2 separate regions of the Bicyclus anynana genome follow, and region 1 is linked to region 2. Evidence: chromatin contacts called from public Hi-C data. All regions are on one chromosome and are shown on one strand. Each heading gives the region's core, a stretch centred on a gene start, on an enhancer-like site or on the middle of the called end of the contact. The rest is flanking DNA. Distances are from core to core; before and after follow the strand shown. Region 1 overlaps LOC112047055 (CAP-Gly domain-containing linker protein 1). Region 2 holds the start of LOC112047082 (protein pelota).

What was found. Hi-C and Micro-C count contacts between places; a contact is called where the count stands out from the background.
Region 1: a Hi-C map of whole larva shows a contact between it and region 2, with 2.7 times the contacts expected there. The contact joins the enhancer-like site here to the promoter of LOC112047082 in region 2. A contact is called at or near these places in 2 of 2 Hi-C or Micro-C datasets (whole body and whole larva).

What each region holds. Positions count from the first base shown.
Region 1 is chr5:13,357,112-13,362,961 of ilBicAnyn1.1, forward strand. It overlaps LOC112047055 (CAP-Gly domain-containing linker protein 1), which reads left to right. Exons shown (of 17, transcript XM_052881506.1): 4 at 1-208; 5 at 281-470; 6 at 547-766; 7 at 3,493-3,546. Among protein-coding and RNA genes, the nearest start is that of LOC112047055, 25 kb to the left of the region's middle. Within about 2 kb of position 3,455, at least 4 of the 8 cell types and tissues checked have open chromatin away from gene starts, as enhancers often do.
Region 2 is chr5:13,311,249-13,316,930 of ilBicAnyn1.1, forward strand. LOC112047082 (protein pelota) reads right to left here and starts at 3,541. Exons shown (of 7, transcript XM_052881511.1): 1 at 3,400-3,541; 2 at 1,764-2,007; 3 at 1,205-1,459; 4 at 355-577. The coding sequence starts at 3,497.

The sequences.
Region 1 (5,850 bases), core at 2,205-4,704, 46 kb after region 2:
CGTTATTTCCAATGTCCCGAAAAACGAGGCGTGTTTTCTCGCCTCACTAGATTAACTAGAGAACCAATAGCAAGCCACGCACCGCATGATGCATCACCTGTCTCGGACGCCGGAAGCGTGTTCGAACGACCACCTTCAGGGTCAGCGAGACCCAGGCGAACGCTTTCACCGAATGGCAGTGTTCGAAGCATTGTCAGCAGTAAGATGAGTAAGTTAAACTTAGTCAAGTCAAATTGTATTGTCTCACCCGAAGGGGAATTTAAAACGTTTACTTTTGTAGATGCTTCCATATCGACCACCACAAATGGAGACCTTCGCCTCGGCGATCGAGTAATAGTATCTAGCAGCAGGGGCAGCAAGGCTGGTACACTTCGGTATGTGGGTGTTACCGAATTCGCGACTGGCGTCTGGGGAGGTGTAGAATTGGATGACCCTCTGGGGAAAAACGATGGATCCGTCGATGGAAAGAGGTAAATTAAATCAACGTTCATCCACAAAAGATTTTACATCAGCTGCTAAGTATTTTGACATGCGAATCTCTTGCAGATACTTTGAGTGCGCTCCTCGTTTCGGTCTGTTCGCGCCAATTTCGAAGGTGTCGCGTTCGCCTTCGAACCGCAAGCCCGGGGCGTGCGCTATCCACAGCAACGGGCGGGCGACGCCGGTGCGCCGTTCCAACTCGCGCGAATCGCTGACATCGCTCGGAACTTCGATCGCGTCTTCCCGACCGGGGGTGAGACTCGGGGTGACGTCGCTGGGTGCTCAGGTAGGCTAGCCCCGTGCGCGCTCCGCGGAGCCGCCCTCCCCCCGCTCGCCGCGCCCGCTCGTACGGCCGCACCGCAGCGCGCCCAGCTTGCTGGACAAGACGCTGCTGGTGAAACACGTGGAGATGGACCGCTGCGCCCTCATCGCTCTGCCGCAGCCTCGGGTGTACTACGACCTAGTGTTCCGCAACTCTAAAAGCGATGCGCTCGTTCCGCGCGGAACGAACGCTTCGCTGCCCAAGTCGTGGCGCTGTTCGGAGAGCGTGCTGAGTTTCGAGACGCGGTCAGAGCGATCGCGGCGCAGCGTTTCCAGCACCAGCAGCGCTGCTTCGGTGGGGTCGCGCGGCGGCGAGGTGGTGCGGTGGGGCGGGCGGCCGGGAGCCGTGACGAGGGCCAGCCGGGGCCCGGCTACGGACCTGTTCGTGGAGATGCCGCCGTCGCGCAATCACTTCTCAGGCTTCGGAAAGAGCTACCATTTCTCTTGCGTGTCGCCTTTCCAGTTCACATATCCATATGTAGTGTACATTTGAGCATAATGTTCCTGTCGCTACCTACTTTATCATTGTTTATAATCGGCTGTGGTACCTAATCTCTATTTGTATTTGCAATAATGTACCTACAAACATATGTATTGTTGCAAAAAATCTGTATGGTATTTAAACTCCAGGGACGAGTATACGTAAAAACACATTTCCTCGATTTGATTCATGGTGCCATCATATTTTAAATACAGCTTCTGTGTTATACCTAGGTTCGTATCGTTTACGAACTCTAATACCTTTTTTCGAGGCAAACGAGTCTCCAGCGATGGCTACACGCAAGAGTAATGGTGGGTAGAAGTAGCTTTTCGTTTGCATGGTTCAGTAATTAATTTTGTTTGGTCTGTAGCTGGCACACCTTGGTTTGGCCCTTGTGTTAAATTATTTTTATTTATCATTGACAATTATTCTTAATTTTATTATTTATTTAATTAGATTGATCATGATTGATTTTCTATAATTTTATATATTAATTTCATTGTAGTTCCTCATTAATTTATTATTATAATTATGATGCTTTTTAAAGGTGCTTCATGGCATTTAGTTCGATATACATTTTATGAGACTGAAAACTCATATATTTATTATAATTTAACTGTGATATTACGTATAAGAGGCTTACCTATAAGGGTCTTATAAAAGTATTATTGCTGTAGCGTTGTTTTTAACAAGTTTTATTTTGCTTATACTTACGAGTAGGTATAATATATTTGAGAATATTTTATCGAAACATTAATTTATTGATCAGTATGATTCCTATACTTAAATATTAATCATTAGGGTAGATGTGCTGATATTTGGAATTTAATTCTCAATTACAGCACAATAATAAATACATAATTGAAATCCAAGATTTTGGAAAACCTACCATTGAAAATAATTATTCTTATCTTATATTATCATGATATCATATGTACACTTTTACTAGATGTAGAAAAACAAACTGATTGACATACTTATAACAGTTTTCAATATATATAAATTACAATATGACATATACTCTGATAAATATATTACCCCCATTCGCGTCGCCATAATTAGCTAAGAACAGAATATATTTTACCGATTTTATTAAATACTAGCTGGCGCCGCGCGGTTTCACCGGCGTGGTTCCCGTTCCTGTAGGAATACATGGATAATATATAGCCTATAGCCTTCCTTGATAAATGGGCTATCTAACACTGAAAGAATTTTTTAAATCGGACCAGTAGTACCAGAGATTAGCGCGTTCAATCAAACAAACAAACAAACAAACAAACAAACTCTTCAGCTTTATTATATTAGTATAGATTTAATTTAATATTTTTGTTTATTGAATTTTATTGATTTTGCTTCTTTCAAAAAAAGCACAGTGTACTAATTTCATGTAGATTTTTTTGTTGCTAACCTATGTTGGATTTGCGTGAACACATTCAGTGTCGAACTTTTGATGAGCAAAAATATTTTATGAGCTTACAAACTTCAACCATGTTTCCATGAAATACGCCACGATTTTACGAGAATGTTTTACATTTTTTCCTAAAGGTTTCTAATAACACAGGTGTAGATGAATTATACCTACGTTTACTCCTAATAACTGTACATTGAAACTGAGCGGAAAGTAGTTCTTTTACGCTGCTTCAGTAACTCGCAGTAATTGTAACGCTCCAGCTTTAAAGTACCAGGATCGCAGAAGTAATGAAGCATTTTGTCTATATTACTCCTGTATTTAGCCGCGATATATGAGTTGTGTCGTTATAAAAGATTTCCAGTGCAGGTGACGCATCCATAGCAGCCTTTGTCTTTCCAGATTCGACTACCTCTCTCACCGATATAAAAAAATATTCATGAGGCAGTTAGAACGACGACTTCTCTTTTTCAAAATCCTGTTGTATTCTTATTCTGCAATTGGTTAATCTGATAGTTTTTAGACATAATAAAACCCGTCTATATCTTATTAAAAAATGAAAACTGCGCCCAAAAAGTCCATTAGTGACGATACCACAAACAAACACACAGTTTGACACCCATACACGCAAAAGCTTTTAAAATATTTTTACTTATCAAAAGTTGTACATCCCGCGTGTTTGTGCGGTTAGAACTGAGTGCGCTAACGTGTGTTGTTTTCATGTTTTGCGCGCATGTGCACGATCACTAACGTCACGTCACGTCACGTCACGGTACGTACGTTACGGCACATCGCGCGACAGCGGGCCGGTCCACGCGCGTCCTCCACCCCGGTGTCGGCGAAGAGCGCGTTGCAGGTACAGTACGCTACTATTGCTGCGCGGTAATCACACGATCGTCAAATTAACCTCAATAACAGCAGTTTGCAAACAATACTCTTAAGTCTTACAGTGTTTTCGAACGAGTATTATAGGTTCCAGAAACCCTAACATGCGTCAACGATATATCTTGTGAAAAGAAAACAAATGCCGACCAATATCAGAGGAGTTGACCTCTGTTATTGGTCCTCTTTTCTCCCAACGCATCAAAAGAGAGAGCGATATTTCCGACTTTACCATTATTGGTCTCAGACCAACTTGGACCAAACAAACATTTAGACTTGTATCGAACATCACACATTGAACATATTTAACACCAATAAACCAATAAATATATCCTGTAGTGTAAAAGACACTACACACAACTATAAAATTAAATCATAATACACACACTGAAACATTCATTCTATAGACCCACTTTGCATAAAAACGTTAGATCATGATCATATACATACTTTTGACAGAGGGGTAACGTCTAGCGAGGCAAGTCTTCTGGTAACTGGTCTGAGTTATTGATCGATATTTGTCTCGCCTGGAGATATCATATCGTGGTGCTCATCTTAAGCATACAGATGTCTTCGAGTCGATTGCCAAAACTAACTTTATAATGTATTGTATTGAGTATTGACTGTCAAAGCCACCGTATATCTGAAGCATATTTCTCACTATCAAACAATACAGCACTTAATACTATCAGAATTGTTGCTGGTGTTAATATAAATTAATTAACACTTTTGCTATCTTCGTCGGCGATAACTAAACTATCGCGTTAATTAATTTTGAACTGTATGTCAACGTTAGCAATGTTAAAAATTGATTGATATTCACAAATACGTTGCTAGGTATGTTTTGGCCTTTGACATCCCCTTGGTAGAAAATGATAGAGCCTATATTGACTCAGAAATACTGTAAGACTTCGAAGTAACGTTTGTGACAGTCTAAAGAACATTCTTTAACATTTCAGCCAATTGTTCAATAACAGATAGGTATTAAGTTCCCCATAAAATCGTTGAATAATTTTACGATAGCCTTAACTTCAGAATTGTGCAGCTAACTTTTGCCGCGTTTATTTATTATCATTATAGTTAAACTGTAAAACCTTTTATGTGACCATGCCCTGTAATATGTCTTTGTTTCTAGCTTAATTATACGACTGACATTGGTAAAAGTATGTTTGCTTTTAGAATTGTCATATTAGTATAGTGTGAATTAGGATTTATAAGATAGTACTTTACGAAATTTCTAATATTTTATTTTATCTAACAGTACTAAACACTATATTTACAGAACGCCGCATTTAAAGTTTTACATTAATAATTTAAAGCCTTCCTTTTAATAATTCTTGTTCGTTTTTTTTTAATTCTTTACCAAATTAGACCTTGACTACAATTTCACCTGTTGGTAAGTGATGATGCAATCTAAGATGGAAGCGAGCTAACTTTTTAGGAGGAGCATGAAAATCCACACCCCTTTCGGTTACTACCACATCGTACCGGAACGCTAAATGTTAAAAGGAAAACAGTATATATGCAGTAATAATTGGCTGATTTATGTTAAAGAATAGTCAGCATTTTTAAAAGTTGAACGCATCATAGTGTGGCCACCGCACTACAATAGTGGTATTATATAAATTGTTTGTACTGCATCTGCAGCACAATTTCAGAATCGAAGTTTTGTGATGATAAGCCAGCATAATTATCCATTGAGTAGGCGAAACAACAGGTTTTCTATATGAAAATTAATATAAAAACGGAATAAACCACTTTGATACGAAGTGCTATTAAGTTTATTTTGTTGCCAGAGGTGCCGCATTCTGGTAAAAATGTATCAATTGCTTACTTCGTATAAAGTAAAATATATTAATAATATTCTGGCATTAATTGCCAGAAAATTATTGATCGTTATCTGAGAATTACCGAAACAAACGAATAAATTTAATAGAAAACCTGTAGACGTCTACATAATATTATGTAAACAATGGAAACGTACAACGACATTATTTTCTCATAATATAATAATTTGTTTTACATTAATGATTGATGTTTTATACTTACAAGGTAAAAAATAACATATAATCATAATCCAGACTTTTTTACAGATGCCTTATTAGTTTATAATAAATAACTTAGACATTTTGTCAATTACCGCACATTATAGTACAAAATATGTAAGCTTCTTTAATCATGTTCCAATATTTCAATTTTAACTTAGCGACGAATTGTGATCAAATTTTCAAAGTTACGACGAAAATGCTTCGCAATGCAATGCAATACTGTGATATTC
Region 2 (5,682 bases), core at 2,291-4,790:
CATAATAAATAACAAACTAGGAAAACTTACAACCTCATCTACATGAAATTAAGTTAATCAGAAGGATGAAATGCTGGAAAAGTAGCCTATAATAATCTGTTCAAATATTCCAGAGATTAGTTCAGATATGCAGACAAAATAAAAAAAAAGTTTAAAATTTTAATGGAGCAACCTCTAGCCATCATATGCCTGTATTTTCAGCAGAAACCATAAACTTTGTCTAGGGTGAAATAAGATTTGTGTGGTACTAAATCCCTGGACAGCCATGTCTACTAATAGGCAGATGGATTTAATAATCTTGATGGAAAATTTATTTAAAAAAATATTTAAAAGATTAATTTAATAATTAATTACCTTTCAAAGAATGTTTAAAACCTGAAGATGCTTTGACAAGCAAAAATTTGGATTTGTTTTCAATGAGCAGCTTGTTATCAGTTTTAATTGCCTGCTGCATCATGTAATCAAAGAACTGGTCCTTCACAAACCCTGGTGATGCGAGGATCACACATTTGACAATATTAAAATCAATGTGCCTCAGGATTCCTTGCATAACTGCTTCATAAAATTTGTTTAAGCCCTGCAAAGTAAGTTAAATTCAATAATTCAATCATCAGTGTTATTTTCATGTTGTGTTTCAATATAGAAACAGGATGTATAATGACATAATATTTTAGATGTGTTACTTTTATTAAAACTTAAATTACACCTATATTTAATAATCAAGTAATCAAGATCCATGATAGTCCAGTAGATATGACCCCAGCCTCTGATTCCGGAGGGTGTGGGTTCGAATCCGGTACGGACATGCACCTTCAACTTTTCAGTTGTGTGCATTTTAAGAAATTAAATATCACATGTATCAAACAGTGTAGGAAAACATTGTGAGGAAACCTGCATACCAGCGAATATTCTTAATTCTAATGTGTGTGTGAAGTCTGCCAATCCACATTGGGCCAGCGTGGTGGACTATTGGCCTAACCTCTCTCATTCTGAAAGAAGACTCGAGCTCAGAGTAGAATATGGGTTGATAATGATAATGATGAATTAATCAAGAGGTAACTAATTTTGTCTTATCTTAAATAATTTAAGCCTAAATCTAAGCCTAGACTTTCACACTAGACAATATCTAATTCTAAATTAATTTATACGCCAGGTAATTAAATTCAGAATTGGAGATTGAATAAAATTTATGTACAAGACTAACCTTTTCATGTTGCTGTACAAATCCTTTCCGCTTCCTTGGTATGTTGACATCAATCTTTGACCTCACCAGTGTCATTGAAGGTGTGATGAGGCAGACATGAGCGAGGCCTTCCTGCATAACCACAGCAGCCACATCGGCAGACGCGGCTGGGTCACAGGCCAACTCTACTCTCTCTAGAGCTACTGAGTCCCATAATATCTTTTGCAGTGTAAATTTCCTATTTAACTCTAAATCTAGAGTATGATATGCTCCCATCTGGAAATATACAGATGGAAATTAAAGGCACAGGCAGAACATAGTACACATCAATTTGTGTGAATAGACTTAATACTAATCTGTGGATCTTTGAAAATTATTACCAACAGAAACCCAAAAGATTTTTGACCGTTGTAGGCTATATTTTATACCTGTGTTCCTACAGAAACATGAACTATGGAGGTGGAACCACTGGAGGTGGGAGGGCCAAACCACATTGGACCAGCGTGGTGGACTATTGGTCTCTCTCATTTTGAGAGGAGACTCGAGCTGAGCCGAATATGGGTTGATAATGATGACTTACCTTAACATATTGGTTCTCAACAATATTGCGGCCTTTTAACCTTAATACACAGGCCTGGGTATCAAAGTCGATGGTCTCCACCCTTATTGTGAGCGTCGTACGGACTCTGTTACTGGTAGAGGAGCCAGTCGACGATTCAGTTTGCACTTTTCGTACGGTCGACGCCGTAACTACATCACCCTTCGCTATTAAGTTGTAGGCGTGCCACATGTCCTCCGGCTCTTCAGGCACAAGTGCGATGCACCTAAAAATTTCAAATTATTAGACATAAAAACAAGAGAGCTTCTTACAAAATTGATAGTCGAATTGTCTAAGACTTACCCGCTGCCATCTTTATCGATGTTCTTAAACACAAGCTTCATTTTATTATTGTGGAAAGAAAGTGGTACCTTATTTGGAAACCATTTTCTTAAAATGCAATAGATATTTTATTTTCACGTGAAATTCGGATTTCGGTGTATCTTCACATCGTGACATGTAAATTATGACACTGACAGTGACATTTCACGTTTAGGTTTAGCTGTCAAAAAGAGAACTGACAATACAATGCTACCAATAAAAAAAAACCGTTACTCAAGCTGCCAACATTATACCCAAACTCAAAGTAACGTTGTGAAATTTAAAAGATTCATTGACAAAATAATAAGTCGCAGTACATAATTAAAATACCAGAAGATATTGACTTATTTCAAAGTAGAAAAAAAAACCGTAACTAAATATTCTCAATGTAGATAGGTGAATTAATTTTAAAATGTATAACCCTAAGAAATCAAGTTTTTAAACTGATAACAAATGCTTTTTAAACGAGCAGGCAATGTAAAGTGAAGTAGAAAATTTCAATGACTTTCACGCGGCGGTTTTGGTATAACGCAGCAATGTATAAGAAATTCGTCAAGTACAGTAATTTTTGTGCTGTGTGTGCATCTTTCGAGTTTCTCTAGTTGATTGTAAATATATTTCTAGCTTCCTGTTTTTATTTTGGTGCTTACATTTTATCTAATTTAAGGTAGTGTTCGTCTAGAATATGGATTACCATAAAATTTTGTGAGTTTGTGTTGATTTGGTGTAGTGAGTGATAACGTTGTCAAGCTCAGCTGGTTTCAGGAGGCGAGCGGTAAAAATTTCGCGAGTTTTTCTTTAAGTCACGGATAGCACATTTTGTGCTCTATTTCCTCATCCAAGGTATGCAGTTATATTTTTCATATCAATGATTTAAAAGAAGGTACGAGTCTCGGTACTCGAAGACTTTCAAACTACCAAACATTTGAAATATAGCGCTTGAAATTTTTTTCGATTTTAAGATCGTTACTAATTATCATTGTTATAACTAAATTGCGTAAACGTAAATATAATTTATTTACATTTACGTTAGCGTTATGGCCGTGAGCCAGATTGCGTGTTCTGTTATTGCGCGGGAACTTGCGGTATTTTTAGTTTATTAGCCGTGAGAGTCTTTGATACGCGTCGTTTTGTTTTCACTTTTAATTTTTTTTACTAGCGTCGTTAAACCGTAGCTCGATTTTGAACCAAGTATGGGAACGTGACGTAGTTTCGCTAAAATATAAAAAAAGAAAAGTGTAAAAAGTGCTTCAAGATGAGTGATAAAATGGAAGAAGCTGTTGAAGCCACAACTCACCCGCCAGCGCCGTCGTCAACATCCTCCGATGCAGCTTCAGTCAGCACAACTGCGTCTACAGTGCCCAGGTCTGAAGCCTCAAGACCTCCGCATTTCATCAAGCCATCAGGTCTCAAACCACCATCCAAGATTGGAAGGCTCTGTTCCAACTCTGCACCGAAACCTGCTGTGCCGATTTCTCCAAGAAGTGGTGAGTTATTTTTTCCTACACTTCTTTATTGCTACACACTTAAGACCAACATTGAAAGCTTGCTGACACATATACAAAAATTCCCTACATTTCAACAATTAGTGTTCCCATAGAAAATTAGTAAATTCCTTAGCTGTTATTAATTCAATATACAAAATACTTCCTATAAATGGTAGCACATTAAATAGTATTTAAAAGTATTTTCTTAGCAATCAAAATTTAAAAACTTTTAATATAATGTTTCACACTTGCATTAGATTATGATGCAAATATAAAAACACTATATGCATGTCACCTGGCATATTGAATTACCTCTATGGATCTAATTCATAATAAATCAATGGGTTGCTTAATACAACCAAACATATATTTTAAATATAACTTTTTTAAAACATTTCTGTTGCAAACTGCAGTTGACAGATTTTATATTTTGTAGTTGGGAATGCAATGTTTTATGTTTTTTTTTTATAAATCTATCATTATTAGTTTCCAATCATTTATGGTGGAGTTTAAATTGGTTAATCAGTCCAGTAATTACTGATGGATTCGACTTTACCCATTGCAACTGTCAATCTCATTACGTCCAATCAATCTCTGATATCAGGTTAATGGAGTAATGCTTCAGTTAAGACTAATTTAACAATTTATAAATCCCATTAATACTTTGTGTAACACAAAAAGTCAAGATGTTTGAGGATTATACTCAATTAATGCAACGAAGAAATAGTGTATAGAGTCATAGTTTTGAACAAAATTTCTTGACAGAGATGCTTTATGACAGAGAGACTATTATCCTAGTCTCTGAGAGTACTCTAGTCTCCACTACTTCCTGACTGAAGTACTTCATGTTACTTTTTTTATGTGTCAGCTAGTATGAAATATAAATGCTCTCTCCACATGATGGACCCGGCAGATATTGTCTCTTCAGCTTTATGCAAGACACTTTGTATCCTCATCAACCCATATTCGGCTCACTGCTGAGCTCGAGTCTTCTCTCAGAATGAGAGGGGTTAGGCCAATAGTCCACCACGCTGGCCCAATGCGGATTGGCAGACTTCACACACGCAGAGAATTAAGATAATTCTCTGGTATGCTGGTTTCCTCACGATGTTTTCCTTCACCGATTGAGACACGTGATATTTAATTTCTTAAAATGCACACAACTGAAAAGTTGGAGGTGCATGCCCCGGACCGGATTCGAACCCACACCCTTCGGAATCGGAGGCAGAGGTCATATCCACTGGGCTATCACAGCTCTTTGTATGCACAATAGTAAAGACTTAGGTAGCTACAATACAAATAGGTGAGGATAATTGCAGTTTCTATAAATGTACCGTTTGCATTAGGTCATCATCTTAGCTTATTTATATCAGTGAGGTGGAACTGGTGACCTCAGAACATTAGACCTCAGTTTTGTCGTTGGACATAAATCTCATCAAAATACTACTAAACGACCGTGATCTGACCGCCGATAAACCGGTATTTTAATAGTTACTACCAATTTATTCGTATTTTAATTACGTCTGATCGTTATGCGCAATCATAACATTTCGCATAACATGCATGATTGCATGATCAGTATGCCATTTATGATGCACTTTAAACAATGCAATAAGTCTCTAGCTAAGCAATTATTGCCGCTCGACTATCGTACTTTATACCTACTGAATACGAAATTAGGTATGTCTGTCTGTTATCTTCTCTCAGCTAAACCGCCTACGATTTGGATGAAATTTGGTAGAGATTTAAGACCTTAGAGCAGAAAATACGCTACTTTTTATCCCCGAAAATCCAGGGTTCCCGTGGAATTTGTACATGACAGAACTTCACACGAACGGAGACGCCGCCGTCTGCTAGTTCATTATATTTCATACTTATGAAATGAAGTACCTACGTAATGTATTTTTCTTTGAATTTATTAGATTAATTCTTTATTAGACTTCGTAAGGTCAGTAGGTACAGATTCAGATTCGGCTAAGAACTTACACCGGTTCTAATAAATTACGTCGAAATTTAATCGACGAAACGCCTTACGAAATGTCCATTTAGTTGACTTACGTTGACACTACGTGCGAGCCCTACTTTCGCTAAAG